Linked DNA regions of Mus musculus: regions 2 and 3 are each linked to region 1. Evidence: chromatin contacts called from public ChIA-PET and HiChIP or PLAC-seq data. All regions are on one chromosome and are shown on one strand. Each heading gives the region's core, a stretch centred on a gene start, on an enhancer-like site or on the middle of the called end of the contact. The rest is flanking DNA. Distances are from core to core; before and after follow the strand shown. Region 1 overlaps Gm34289 (a long non-coding RNA gene). Region 2 holds the start of Smu1 (smu-1 suppressor of mec-8 and unc-52 homolog (C. elegans)). Region 3 overlaps Gm34213 (a long non-coding RNA gene).

The links. ChIA-PET counts read pairs in DNA pulled down with a chosen protein or histone mark. HiChIP or PLAC-seq counts read pairs in DNA pulled down with a chosen protein or histone mark.
Region 2: a contact with region 1 is called in an H3K27ac HiChIP or PLAC-seq map of regulatory T cell precursor, with 5 times the contacts expected there. The contact joins the promoter of Smu1 here to the enhancer-like site in region 1. A contact is called at or near these places in 14 of 39 promoter capture datasets (the 3T3-L1 cell line, the C10 cell line, the HPC-7 cell line and 9 more), 1 of 484 Hi-C or Micro-C datasets (bone marrow-derived macrophages), 12 of 115 datasets of contacts at active chromatin or transcription factors (the SCID.adh cell line, bone marrow-derived macrophages, double positive thymocytes and 7 more) and 3 of 9 other capture datasets (adipose tissue, liver and pancreatic islet).
Region 3: an RNA polymerase II ChIA-PET map of memory CD8 T cells shows a contact between it and region 1, with 5 times the contacts expected there. The contact joins two enhancer-like sites. A contact is called at or near these places in 14 of 39 promoter capture datasets (the 3T3-L1 cell line, the C10 cell line, the HPC-7 cell line and 9 more), 2 of 15 datasets of contacts at CTCF or cohesin (embryonic stem cells and pro-B cells), 19 of 484 Hi-C or Micro-C datasets (CD4 T cells, CD8 T cells, the HL-1 cell line and 9 more), 22 of 115 datasets of contacts at active chromatin or transcription factors (CD8 T cells, the HPC-7 cell line, acute myeloid leukemia and 14 more) and 1 of 9 other capture datasets (embryonic stem cells).

Annotation. Positions count from the first base shown.
Region 1 is chr4:40,874,369-40,879,114 of GRCm38.p6, reverse strand. All of the region lies in intron 1 of Gm34289 (a long non-coding RNA gene), which reads right to left. Among named protein-coding and RNA genes, the nearest start is that of Gm34289, 4.3 kb to the right of the region's middle. Within about 2 kb of position 2,229, at least 208 of the 459 cell types and tissues checked have an H3K27ac peak or open chromatin away from gene starts, as enhancers often do. A contact at or near this core is called in CD8 T cells, the HPC-7 cell line, the SCID.adh cell line and 11 more, where this site is marked.
Region 2 is chr4:40,755,780-40,760,525 of GRCm38.p6, reverse strand. Smu1 (smu-1 suppressor of mec-8 and unc-52 homolog (C. elegans)) reads left to right here and starts at 2,641. Exons shown (of 12, transcript NM_021535.4): 1 at 2,641-2,749; 2 at 4,689-4,746. The coding sequence starts at 2,724.
Region 3 is chr4:40,774,760-40,779,505 of GRCm38.p6, reverse strand. It overlaps Gm34213 (a long non-coding RNA gene), which reads right to left. Exons shown (of 3, transcript XR_390479.3): 3 at 2,730-2,978. It also overlaps the pseudogene Psenen-ps. Among named protein-coding and RNA genes, the nearest start is that of Gm34213, 4.2 kb to the right of the region's middle. Within about 2 kb of position 2,420, at least 65 of the 459 cell types and tissues checked have an H3K27ac peak or open chromatin away from gene starts, as enhancers often do. A contact at or near this core is called in CD8 T cells, bone marrow-derived macrophages, memory CD8 T cells and 1 more, where this site is marked.

The DNA of each region.
Region 1 (4,746 bases), core at 980-3,479:
TGGGAGGCAGAGACAGGCGGATTTCTGAGTTTGAGGCCAGCCTGGTCTACAGAGTGAGTTCTAGGACATCCAGGGCTATACAGAGAAACCCTGTCTCGAAAAAACAAAACAAAACAAAAAAACAAAACAAAACAAAACAAAAAAACCCAAAAACCCCAAAACAACAACAACAAAACAAAACAACTCCCTAGTTCTGGGGTTGGAGAGACGGGGCTCAGCAGTTAAGAGTGTGAACGCTCTCCAGAGGATCCTGGTTCTGGAGGATCGAGGTTCAATTCTTAGTGCAGGCTGGGTGGCCTACAATCTGTCTGACCTCTCTGGCTTCCATGGCACCTGCTCTCACAGGGACACACACACATACACACACACACACACAACTAAATACAACGAAAATAAACTTCCTATGCCCAGTTGTGTTTCTGGTCTCGACTCCCTGCCTTTCCTGTCATTGTCAGTTTATGCTATATTTTTCATGCATAGATATTTATGACAGAACTTCATTTAGCATTCACCCTTTTTCATCATGAAGTCTTTTTGTCTTTTCTAGGTCGTGTGTGTGTGTGTGTGTATGTGTGTGTGTGTGTGTGTGTGTGTGTGTGTTAACCTTGTCTGGTAATAGTATTGCAACCCTGTTTTTCTCATTGCTTCTATTTTAAGTGTAGCTTCTTTTTTTTTAATTTTTAATTTTTATTTATTTTTCACCTGAGGAACACTGTTGTACAAGAATCTCCTGCACACTGTACTAGCTGGGTTTAGTTTGGAACTCTCCACTGTTTCTCAAGACTGGGATTATTGAGTCAAAAGTAAAGGAAGCTCTTCTCAGCCCTTGACCTCCTCCACCAAATAACTTGTTTTTCACAGGTTGCATGCGCGCTGTCCTGACACCAGCTGTTTAGAAGCAACCGTTTCTGCATCGCTGCCAGAATGGCTATTATACCACTGGCTGCTTACATTTTTAATAGATGAAGATGGGGCCTAATTGTCCACCCCACCCCCAGCTTTGTCACTCTCCAGTCTATGTTAAGAGAGAAGAAAGATGATCTCAAAATGAAATGCTCTGTTTTGGGTATCCCAGTGAGCTTGATGCTGGGTGGTGATGTTTTTAATTCCTGGTTGCTGTGGAGAAGCCAGATCAACCTCTTCCCATAGGCTCTTCCACCTAATCTTTGGATTTTCCTGGGAGAAATTACCTCTGTCCCTTTATTTCTGATGGGAAGCCCAGGCTCCTGGCAGCCATGTTTCCAGCCCCACAGTGAAGCCATTGCAAGAAGCCTGAAGTGTGGAGGGAAGGAGACATTCACAGAAGGAAGAGAGCAGGACCCTGCTAGAATCTCTGATTGTAGCTATCCAGAAATGTTATCTCAGGAAACAATACACAGCCAGTCCCGCCCCCTCCCCAGCTCAGTTTGGCTTTCTGTCTGTTGCAACTCAGAAAGAGCTTTTAGCATACTTCCTAAGGCACCAAGGACGGTCCACAGTGCAGTCTCCCATTAGACAACCGCCTCTCCAAAAACTCAAAAAGCTCTGGGATGTGCTTCTCTGACCCATACGGAAGGATGGCAACTCAAAAGCAGCCAGATCAAGACGCATATATCTCCTTCACACACATGTGTTTCCCCATACACACGATGGTCACACCAAGACTCAGGCCTGGGGAGAAGTCTTTGCCAGTCAGGATGCCATCCCAGACATTTGCGCCGATCTCTGTACACCCACGGCCCTTTTCCTTCACTGCCCTAGTCAGCAATTTCGCTGATATATAATGAACACTTGCCAAGAATCATGTCAGCCCGGAGGCCCCAGGAGAGTCAGCAAACAGCCTGTGCTGTCAAGGAAGCTACAGTGCCAAGACTGTGAGGCCGTCAGAAGACCGCTCTGACTGAAGCGGTGGGACGAATGCTCAACAGATGTTTTTGTCAAGGGCTGCAGTTGCTCACAGGCTTTGTCCCTTGTTGCCTGAGACAGTTGTCTGGCTGGTTGTCCAGCCTGTGCCACATGCCATTGCCAGAATGGCTTCCTGAACACAGCTGTGTTAGCCCCCCTCTCTCTCCCCACAGGCTGAGGCCAAATTCCTCAGCCTTAACAAAAAATGTGATTCCAGATAACTCCTTAGCGCCCTTTCTTAGCCACATCACCCACTGTTCCCCATCCACAAACCTTCCAGAGTCATCAGCCCACATTCTTCGTTACTCCAATCAGCACTTCCACCCCGCCCCCACCGTCATGGCTCCTCCCACCCCTTTCTTCCTCATATCTTTCACATCTCCTACACGTCTCGGTTGTACACACCTCCTAAGGTGTTAGGATAGCAGATTGATTTTCTTCTCATACGATGTCTCTGATAGTCTGACTGGAGAGTTATATGGAAAAAGAATCCCATGAACGTGACCTCAAGTGAAAAAGAAAAGGGTTCCCTCTGCAGTTTGCCATGGGTGTGAGATTGGGAGTGCATGTGAGCGTAGCTTAGCTATAAGAACACTTGATAGCATTCGTGAGGTCCCAGGGTCCACTACCAGCACAGCAAAATAAGTAGATTTTTTTAAAAAGTTGGGAGGGGGACGTTTAAAATGGGTGCGCGGGTAAAGGCACTGAATGCCAAGCTGGACAACTTGAGTTCCATCTCTAGAACTCACAAGGTAGGAAAACAGAACGATTCCCACAGTTGCCTTCTGAGTTCAGCATCTGCATTGTGTTATGCAGGCCCACACTTGTACACACATGCGTGTAAATAAGTAAATGTGGCCAACAAATTGAAAGTAATAAATAAAAATCAAATGAAAGACAGTAAAAATATAAAAATAAAAAATAAAGCATTGTGTGTATAGGGAAACAACACCCTGCTCCAAAGCCAGTCTAATATCACCTGTCCCCACGAAACCTCCCTAACTCCTCCAAGTGAAATTGCTCTAATCTGTTTCTAAACTTTCATAACGCAGTCTCTGTGCTCCAGCACAGATGGCACCCGCCTTCTCACAGGTGCGTGTGGTTTTCTGCGTATGAGAGACAGATGGTATCCTGTGGGGTACGTGACAGTGTGTTTACTGACAAGTCGGAACTCTGTGAAACCTCGCTTGTTCTTCCACAGGACAGACTCACAGCTGCAGGGCTGCATAGCTGCACAGATGCTTCAAGGTCTGGCTTCACACCCACCGGGTGTTTGTCCAGCAGACTCTGAGGATGGTGTTCCTGTGACGGTGCGTGCGTGCGTGCGTGCGTGCGTGCGTGCGTGCGTGCGTGCGTGTGATGCCTTCATCTATTGTTCTCCACTGTGGTTTTTGAGACAGGGTCTCTTACTGAACCTGGAGCTTGCCTTTTGGGCTCACTGGCTGGCTAGAAAACCCTAAGGGGCCATCTTGCCTCCACCTCATGCCTTTCAGCTCTGAGGTTACACACACATGCCATGCCCCAGCTGGAGACAAGCGCTGTGCTCATGAAGCAAGCGTTTTACCCATTGTGCCATCTTTTCAGCCCACCTCTTCCTCCCTCCCTTCTTCCTTCCCTTCTTACCCCTTCCCTTTCTCTCTCTCTCTCTCTCTCTCTCTCTCTCTCTCTCTCTCTCTCTCTCTTTCTCTCTCTCTCTCTCCTTTCTCTTCCTAAGACAGAGTTTCACTATGCAGTCCTGGCTGGCCTAGATCTCCATATGTAGACCAGGCTAGCTTTGAAGTTACAGAAATCTGCCTGCCTTTGTCTCCTACAGGCTAGGATTAAAAATAGGTGCCACTATTGGCCTGGAGTGGTGTGGTGGCACACGCCTTTAATCCCAGCACTTGAGAGGCAGAGGCAGGTGGATGTCTAAGTTCGAGGCCAGCCTGGTCTACAGAGTGAGTGCCAGGACAGCCAGGGCTGCACAGAGAAACCCTGTCTCAATAAAACCAAATACATAAATGTCACCACACCCGGCACCAAGTTGGCCTCCAATTTGTGACCTTTCTGCCTTCAGCCTCCCAAGTGCTGGGGATTACAGGTCTGTGCCATGATGCCCAACCCTCTTTTCAAAGCCAAAATCATTCACTTCCTGCATGGTTACTTCTGTCCATCATGTTATTTGTGATATTCTTGTGGTCTGTAACTGGCAGCTGAGCTCCCAGCCTCTTTTATCTACCCCTCCCTTCAGGAAACCATTGTCCTGTCTCATTAGTGGTCAGCTCGGTGCTCAACAAGATAGTACCCTGCCTTGCAGCCAATGGCTTATAGAGAATTGGGTTAAACAAGCCTGGGGACTCATGTGTGGCCCCTAAGGAAGAACAGAGTGATTGTAAGGGATTGTGATGGAAGGCCTGTGTGCGTGTGCATGTGTGTGTGTGTGTGGGGGGGGGGGGGTATGTGGGTGTGGCAGGATGGGGCTCGATGGCATAGGCACATCTACGTGCTGAATTTGCTCTTCCTCTGCATCCCCGTACCCTCTTACACGTCCAGCCTGTGACTTCCACAGCTGCAAGCTCTGTGCTCTTCAGATCAGGGACCTACACTAATAGAAAGCATTTCAATAGCCTTCCATACACCTCACCCTACCCCACACTCATCCCACACATGCACAAACAAGAGCTTAGCATTTATTATCCTCCCACACCTGGGATCTGGCCGCTGGACTCCCTTGAATTTCCCTGACTGCATTCATACCCAGGACCTTGGACCTAGGAAACCAGCCAGACGCTGCATGGGGCCCCCTGGTTTCCTGTCTCCAGGACGATGGGGTGGTCACCATGGTCACCTGTGATGCCCTTAAATTACTACAGGGGCTATAAA
Region 2 (4,746 bases), core at 1,392-3,891, 120 kb after region 1:
CAACATGGGCACCCTGGCTGGCTCTTTTAATGGGGCCTCTTAAAATGACAACGTTCAGGCTTTGCATCTTGAAGACCCTGTCCAGGTTCACCAAAACTAGAATGAGAGTAATAAACCTACTGATGATATTCTAGGAGTGCCAACCTGTTTCTTCAAGACAGATTCATAAGAAGAGAGAGTGAGCTGGGCATGGTGGCACACACCTTTAATCGCAGCATTGGGAGTCAGAGGCAGGTGGATTTTTGAGGTTGGGGCCAGCCTGGTCTATAGAGTGAGTTCCAGGACAGCCAGGGCTACACAGAGAAACCCTGTCTCGAAAAACCGGAAAAAAAAAGAGGGAGTGAAGTAGAATAAGGTAGAAAGACAAACAATAGGTCGTTGTCCTTTGCAACCTGACCACAAAAGATTACACCAGTCAACTGAAACACTTTTAAAAACCAAAGCTCCCCTAGCTAACTTCCTGTTTGCTTCTGTTTGCTAACCTGCTGGCTTGCCCACCTTGTGGTTTTAGAGTATAAAATAAATGTGCAGCTGGCTCTGCATCTTTGAGGATCTATCCTGGCTTTGGTGAATGTGTGTTCCACTCTCACTGGTGTCGGAATGCTTATTCCAGAGAGACTCTTACAATGTTATCCCAGAGATTTCGTTTCCAAAAGATCCTTCTAAGGTTAAAGTAAGCAAAAAGTTAAGAGAATATGAATATTTGTTTGGAATTACTTGTTTTCTGTAGTAAGTACTGAGGATTTACCCCATAACCTTGTACATGCTGTGCAAGTTCTACCACTGAGCTACATCGTCATTCCTCCTCCCACCTTTTAGTTTTAGATAGGCATTCACTAAGTTGCCCTTGAATTCCTTGTAGCCTGAGAAGGCTTTGAATTTGTGATCTTCTAACCTTATTTCCTGAGTACCTGGCATTAGGGGCCTGCACTATCTAGCCTGCCTGTTGGAACCATTTCTCATAGGGATTTCTGCAGTATGTTCTCAGCAGTACTTGACTCAGGGACCTCCCAATATTTTGTAATCTTCCCTTCAATATTCTTCCAAGTGATGGAAGGGGAGAATCAGCTCATCCCAGGACAGCCATGGAGACACAGAAACACAATCTCAGAAAACAAACAAACAAACAAAGGAAAGAAACAAAGGAAGAAAGATAGGAAGGAAGGAAGGAAGGAAGGAAGGGAGAGAGAGAGAGAGAGAGAGAGAGAGAGAGAGAGAGAGAGAGAGAGAGAGAAAGAAAGAGAGAGAGAGAGAGAAAAGAAGAAAGAAATAAATTCCTATGCTGTGCTCTGAATGAGACTATCTCAGAAGTCATTATACTTATTATTGAGATAGGGTTTCTCTGGCTGTCCTGAAACTCACTTTGTAGACCAGGCTGGCCTTGAACTCACAGAGCTTCCAGCCTCTGCCTCCACCGTGCTGGAATTAAAGGGGTGTGCCACCACTGCTTGGCTGAGACTGTGTTCTTTAGAGTTGATGGGAAATAGGTGATTTGAAACGTGAAAGAGCTGGGCATGGTGATACACCTCTTTAATCCAAGCACCTTAGAAGATCCCATTCATTGTAACAGTAGCATATGTCATTTTCTCTACTTAGTTTCAAACGACTCTTTTTAAAAATTTCCCTCCTTTAGTCCCAGCACTCAGGAATAGAGGCAGGCAGCAAGGCCAGCCTGGCTTACAGAACAAGTTCCAGGACAGTCAGGGCTACAAAGAGAAATCCTGTGTCAAAAACCAAACACAATACAACAAAACAAACAAACAAAAATCAAGTAAAAATGAAAACATAAACAGCATATGAGCGGCTATATTGAAAGGCTCTGGTTTTGATACCTAGCACTGGGGGGAAAAAAGGAGACTGTAAAGAAATTGTGTGGAAGGTAGACAAGAGCCATTAGAAATCCCTAAACTATCTCAATATGTAATTTCACAAGATAGACATGCCACTGTGTTGTGTGTGTGTATATATATGTATATGTATATGTATGAATATGTATATATATATAAGTGTATACATATATATGTACTTTGTCAATAGAATTTTAAAATAGCTCTTATTGGAGATAAGCACTGTGATGCCATCTGTAATTCTAGCCCTTGGAAAGTAGGGGCATCTTCAACTATATAATTAGTTTGAAGCCAGCTATAAGCTGCATGTCCATCCCACCTTTTCCCTAGCCTTTATTTATAAAATTCATCAATATTTATGTATGGTTTTTTATTAGTGGGGATTGAACCAGGGCGTCTGACTTGCTAGGTAAACACTCTGATCACTGAGCTATGTCCTCAGCTCTGTCATGCCATACCAGTAAGGTATGATTTAAACTCTATATTGAAAGGAGTCTCAGATCTGTTATAACTTCGCATTTGGTTACATTTCTTTCTCCGTAACCGCAGCTTTTTCCAACTTAATTCTTAGCTGGATCTGAGCGCGATAGCGCACACTTTTAATCCTAGCATTAGGGAGGCAGAGGAGGGCGGGACAGCCAAGGCTGTAGAAAGACTCCACCTGTGTGTACGTTCGCGAAACCGATGGGCATTCGTAGTCCTGCCACGCTTTCGCGAGGCCCCGCCCCTCACGCCCCGCCCACCTGGGCGTGTTCTTCCTTCGCCCTTTAGACCCTAACGGAGCGGAAGTGTCGCAGCGCGGCCGCCGGAAGTGTCGCGCGGCGTTGTGCGACCGGCTGTGTGCTGAGTGGGGCCTGGACCCGGAGCGTTACCGCTATGTCGATCGAAATCGAGTCTTCCGAGTGAGTCCTGCCGTGGCGTGTTCGCGGCGTGGCGTGTTCGCGGCGTGGCGTGGGGTGGAGTGGAGGGTGGTCGGAGGACGTTGGAGGGGGAGCTGCGCGCCGGAGGTTGCGGCCTCGAAGCACTTTCCGGGTTGGCTCCCTCTTTAGATGGGCCCGCGAGAGAGCAGCCGTGGGGCGGGCCGTCTGGAGCCCCTGGGCCCCGGCGTCGGGCTGTGCTGGGGCACACCGAGTAGACCTGACTACTGTGGTTTCCTCTGCTAGCCACACCGCCCTCGGCGCTGCCCGGGTGTCCGCCAGTCCCTCAGCTCTTCCTTCTGGTCCAAGCACTAGTTACCCCAAAGACTCTGCTGCTTCTCCTATCTGATTAGATCCAGTGTGGTGTATTGATTTGGTTTGCAATTTGCAGAGAGAGAGAACCTCTTTGTGGACACAGAATTTGAATATTGATTGAGTCAGAAGAATGAGACTTAGTGAAGGCGGGGACGGCGACGAGGAGCCAGGTGGGCGGGGAGTGAGTGACTGAAGAGTCTTGCTTGGACTCCCCAGGACTCCACCCACCGCCTTTTATTTTTTGAAAAGTAAAATTAAATTATGAAATTAGCAAACAGCTGTGTTCTGAGTGGAGGGGAGAGATACGCATGTTCTGAAGATCTGCAGAAAAGCAAGGTTTATTAATTAAGTCGGCGGAGTCTGAAACCTGCTATGTATTTTTAAGACTGAAGCTGGATGTGAAGTATGCACGTCTATGATCGCAGTATTAAATGGGCAAGTAGGAAGGCCTGGAGTCCAGCCTGAGCCTCTTCATAGCGATATATATATATATATATATATATATATATATATATATATATATATTTTTTTTTTTTTTTTTTTCCGAGACAGGGTTTCTCTGTATAGCTCTGGCTGTCCTGGAACTCACTTTGTAGACCAGGCTGGCCTCGAACTCAGAAATCTGCCTGCCTCTGCCTCCCAAGTGCTGGGATTAAAGGCGTGCACCACCACGCCCGGTGAGATACATATTTTTAACTCAGTTATATGTAAGTCGTTTTTTTCCTGGGTTTTGCTTCTGAGACAAGGTTTTCTGTGAAGCCGTAGCTGTCCTGGAACTCACTCTGTAGACCAGGTGAGTCTCAGACTCAGATTCACCTGCCTCTGCCTCCGGAGTGCTGGAATTAAAGACGTGTGCCAACCCCCAGCTTTATAAATCGTCTTTAAATGAATATATGCTTTGATTGCGGGAGGCAGACAGTAGACAAAAACAGTAAATAAAATATGACGCAGTAACAGATGGTCCCTGTGTAGAAAAATAAAACAGCGACAAAACGTGTTGGATAATGTTAGTCGGGACAGGAACTGCAAAGGATATTTTACCCTGAGGTCTAATAATAGCCTTAACGACCAATCTTTGAGTCTTGAATACCCTTCTATATGAGGAATAACTGCATGTTCATATTATTATTGTTATTATTATTGTTGTTGTTATTGTTTTAAGACAGGGTCCTGGCTGTCCTGGAACTCACTCTGTAGACCAGGCTGGCCTCAAACTCAGAGAGATTCACCTTCCTTTCTTTCTCTGCCTCCAGAATGCTAGAACTCAATTTTTTAACAGACCAGATTTTTTTATAGCATTTTAGATGACTCAATTTGTTAATTTTGTTTTTTTGAGGCAGGGTTTCTCTGTGTCGTCCTTGCTGTCTTGGAACTCACTCTGTAGACCAGACTGGCCTCAGAGATCCACCTGCCTCTGCTTTCTGAATGCTGAGATTAAGGAAGTGTGCCACTACTGCCTGGCCAGTTGATTTAAAAAGGAAAATGTCATTAACTATTTCAGGTTTAAAGTATTTCACACAAATGTCCAGTAGATCTAGTGATCAGAATAATAATGGCTACCAACTTCCTTTCAATCTCCAGACTAAATGACTTTCTTTCTTTCTTTCAGTGTGATCCGACTAATCATGCAGTACTTGAAGGAGAACAGTTTACATCGGGCACTGGCC
Region 3 (4,746 bases), core at 1,171-3,670, 100 kb after region 1:
GTTCCAGGACAGCCCGGGCTACACAGAGAAACCCTGTCTCAAAAAAACAAAAAATAAAAAATAAAAATAAGAAAATGTGTTTAAACATTTTCTCCTCCTCTTCCTCCTTCTCCTTTTCTTCTTCCTTCTTCCCTCTTCATCTTCCTCTTCCTCGACCTCACCCCTAGCCCCCTTTCTCTTTCCTCTTCTTTTTGATTTTTTAAGACAGGGTTTCTGTGTAGCTCTGGCTGTCCTGCAACTCATGCTGTAGACCAGGCTGGCCTCTGACTTTCAGACATCCTCCTGCCTCTGCCTTCCTGAGCGCTGGGATTAAAGGCATGCACCCCCACCCCCACCCAGCAATTCAATATTTTCTGAAATTTGTATTTGTGTGTGTGTGTGTGTGTGTGTGTGTGTGTGTGTGTGTGCATGTACTCACAGAGGTCAGAGAGCAACTCTCTGGAGCCTCCCTTCTTCCATCATGTGAGCCCAAAGCATAGAAGTAGTATTGTCAGGAAAGTGGCAAGCATCTTTGCCAGCTGAGCCATCACTTTGGCACTTAAAATTTTAAGCTTTACCTAATCTTTGAACCTGCTTATAAATTACATCCTTTGAAAAATGTAACTTGGGGCTGGAACGATGGCTCAGCAGGTAAGAGCGCGACTGGTCTCTAATGAGATCTGGCGCCCTCTTCTGGTGTGTCTCAAGACAGCTACCGTGTACTTATGTATAATAATAAATAAATCTTTGGGCCAGAGTGAGTGGGGCTGACCGGAGTGAGCAGAGGTCCTGAATTCAAATTCCCAACCACATGATGGCTCAGAACCATTAGTACAGCTACAGTGTACTCATATACATTAAATAAATAAATAAATCTTTTTTAAAAAGAAAAGAAAAAAAAAAAAAAAGAAAAATGTAACTTGAAACGCTACAAGACTGGACCGGGGATCCAGCTCAGTTGCCAGAGGGCTTGCCTAGCATGCAGTCTGGGTTCAGTCCCAAGCACTGCCTGCCCCGGGGTGGGAGAGCTTCTCTGTAGTTCCGGCACTCAGGAGGAGGGTGAGGCTGGGGGATGAGGAGTTTAACATTATCTGTGGTTCCATAGCATTTTGAGTCCAGCCTGAGATACACACGATGGTGTTTCCAATAAAGGAAAAAGCCACAAGACACATGTATTAGCTATGCTTGAGAGACTCAAGCCCCCTCCCCATCTCTTTTTCTGCCTGTACTTCAGATTTAAGTCCATACTGTCCTAATTTTTTATCTCTTTTTAATAAATCCAACTTTGCTTCATACTGACTCATTCTGAAAATCTCTACGGTAAAAAACCAAACCACCCAACAAACAAAAACAATCCAACAAAATAAAACTCAACCAAAACTGTTGGCATTCCTTCTACGCTCTGCCCAACAGTTACCTAGCAACAGCCAGGTAGGCCTGACTCACTATAAAAGGGACAGTTTGGCTTCCCTTCACTCCCTCTGATTCTCTGACTCTCTTTTCTCTCTTACCTCCCACACCTTCTCTCTTCCCCCTCCCTCCCTCTCCCCTTCTCCCTCTCCTTTGTCTCCTCTCCTTCTCTGTCTCCTCCCTCTCTCTGCCTCTACTCCCTTCTCAACTCCCCTTCCCATGTCCCCAAATAATCTCTATTCTATACTAGACCCATGGGCCTGCTGAGGTATCCTCTCCCACCGCACCATTCCTCGCTCTACAAAACATATCCCTGACTCTACAAAACACATCCTAGTCTTTACAAAACACATAAAAAACCAACCCAGTTTCATTTGAGTTGAGGCTGCAGAAGAACTCAATAGGCGTGGACTATGTGTCTCCCCACTGCTGCTGACAATGAGCTTGCCAGAGGACTTCCCCAAACCTACCATGGCAATTGGAGAAACGGAGACTTTGGGCAGGATAGTGGGAATGAGGGCAGAATCTCCCCTCATCTAGCCAAAGGAAAAGGAGAAATCTGAAATGTGTAGACTGAGAACTAATTTTGTGCCCCAGAGCTCCTTGAGATTGTAAGAAAATAATTTGGGAAAGGAGGGCCAAAGATGCCATTTAAAAGACAGCTCTGGGAAATCCCTGTAGAGAAAGTACAGGAAGCTGCTGTGCTCGGGTGCCCTGGTTTTGTTTGTTCAGATCCCAGATCAAAGGATAGCAGAGGGAAGCCTCAGGAAGCCACAAATGCCAGCAAGTCAGTGGTGGGGTAACAACCCTCACATTCCAGTCCCAGCCTGTGGCAAGAACCTTTTCATGTGGCTTTAGTATCACAGAGGCTGAGTGGGCCAGTGGGCCACACATTGTGTTTTGGGGGAGGGGGGGCTAAGACAAGGGAGAAGGTCATGGGATGACCAACCAGCCACCACCTGCAGACACAGGAACAGCGTGCAAGCTCATTGGTGAGAGCTGGGATTGTTAACAAGGACAGTGTTCCCTTACTCCAGACTGACCAGTTTAGACCTCGTTTGAACCTACAGTGCTCATTTCCTCTTTGTGTTAAGAAATAGAAACTGAGGCCGGGCAGTGGTGGCACATGCCTTTAATCCCAGCACTTGGGAGGCAGAGGCAGGTGGATTTCTGAGTTCGAGGCCAGCCTGGTCTACAGAGTGAGTTCCAGGACAGTCAGGGCTACACAGAGAAACCCTGTCTCGTAAAACAAACAAACGAACAAAAAAAAAGAAGAAGAAATAGAAACTGCAGGAAGACTTTGACAGCATCTTAAAAATTGAAAACAATTATGTCTTAAAACCACGTACAGGTGTGTGTTAATTGAATGAAAATGGCTCTCACATGTTCATAGGGAGTGTGACTTTATTTGAAAAGATTAGGAGGCGTGGTCTTGTTGGAGGAAGTGTGCCCGGGGGGATGGGCTTTGAGGGTTCAGAAGCTCAAGCTGGGCTCATGACTCACAGTCTCTTGCTGCTGCCTGCTAATCCAGATGTAGAACTCTCAGCTACCTCTCCAGCACCATGTCTGTCCACATGCTGGCATGCTTCCTGCTATGACAAATAATACACTAAACTTCCGAACCTGTAAGCCAGCCCCAATTAAATATTTTCCTTTATAAGGTTTGCCATGGTCATGGTGTCTCTTCATAGCACCAAAAACCCTTAGACATGTGGATATGAATGTAGGTGCCCAGGAGGTCGGAGGCATCAGATCTCCTGAGGCCTGATGGTTACAGATGGTTGCGAGTTGCTATGTGGGAGCTGGCAATCACACCTGGGTCCTCTGGAAGAGCCACGGGTGCTTGTAAGTGCTGAGCTATCTCCACAGCTTTAAATGATAACTATGGCACATTCTTTTTCAGTGCTAGATGTGCCAGATATGGTTAACATGTTTTACATGTAATAATAATTCATTTGATCCTCAGAAAACTTATTTCATTTTTAATTTTTCAGACAGTTGCCCTGGCTATCCTAGAACTCACAGCACAAGACCAGGTTGGCCTCAAACTCCCAGAGACCTGCCTGCCTCTGACTCCTGAGCACTGGGATTAAAGGCCTGCACCCCCACCACCTGACTCTCAGGAATGATGAGAGCTCCTAACAGCACACCCTGGAATTCCCAGTTCAGCCGCTCTCAGTGCTGCAGCTCACAGGCAAGCAGTGGTGCATAGTGACTGGTTAGGTTCCTTCGGAAGCAAGAGCCTCCTGGAAGGCAGACGATGGGAGGAAGGTAATCAGAGGGTACAAATAGGACTAGCAGAAAGAGATAGAAGGGACCAAACTCCAAGAATAGGCACTGGGGAGCGGAGGGGGTGGGGGGGCTGGGCAGGAGAAGAAAAACAAAATCGACAACAAACTCCACTGAAAACTGCGGCATCTCCCGCAAATCTCCCGCAAAGGAATCCAGGCAGAAGGGATAAACCGCACTGGGGCGTGGTTGCTCGTGATCTTGCGCCTGTCATTTGGGTCTTGCTCTGCAGACCCTTAGGACCACCGGGCTCCAGCGCAACTATGAACTTGGAGCGGGTATCCAATGAGGAGAAGTTGAACCTGTGCCGGAAGTACTATCTTGGTGGATTTGCGTTCCTGCCTTTTCTTTGGTTAGTCAACATTTTCTGGTTCTTCAGAGAGGCGTTCCTCGCCCCAGCCTACACAGAGCAGAGCCAAATCAAAGGCTATGTTTGGCGCTCAGCTGTGGGCTTCCTCTTCTGGGTGATCATTCTCGCCACCTGGATCACCATCTTCCAGATCTACCGGCCCCGCTGGGGCGCTCTTGGGGACTACCTCTCCTTCACCATTCCCCTGGGCACTCCCTAACAACTTCATAAGCTGCTGATCTGTTCTTTCTCCCAGGATGAAGGCTTCTCTGCTCTAGGCTTTCCCTCAGACCCTGAAGACATCTGTTTCTCATTTCCCATCTGCCCCAATAAAGGACCCTAACTTAAAAAAAAAAAAAAAAAAAAAAAAAAAAAAAAAAAAAAAAGAATAGGCACTGGGGGTTGGGCTTTGGTTTGGCTGGTATGGGTTTTTCTGAGACAGAGTCTCACTATGCAGCTGCCCTAAGACTCTCTCTGTAGACCAGGATCACAGAGATCCACCCGAGCGCTGGAATTTAAGTTGTGCAGTGCTAGCAGAGGAGCTCTTCCAGGCCTGGAAAGTGAAGTTCCCTAGAGTTCACTAGGTTCCGGTGTTTTGGGCAGCAAGGAGGAGCCAAGGCTCGCCCTCAGATATGCCTCTATCATGTGTCCTCTCCTCCGGAGCCCTCACAGGCTTTCTCCTCCTCTTCCTCAAGGTGCCTTACACCTCAGCACCTGTT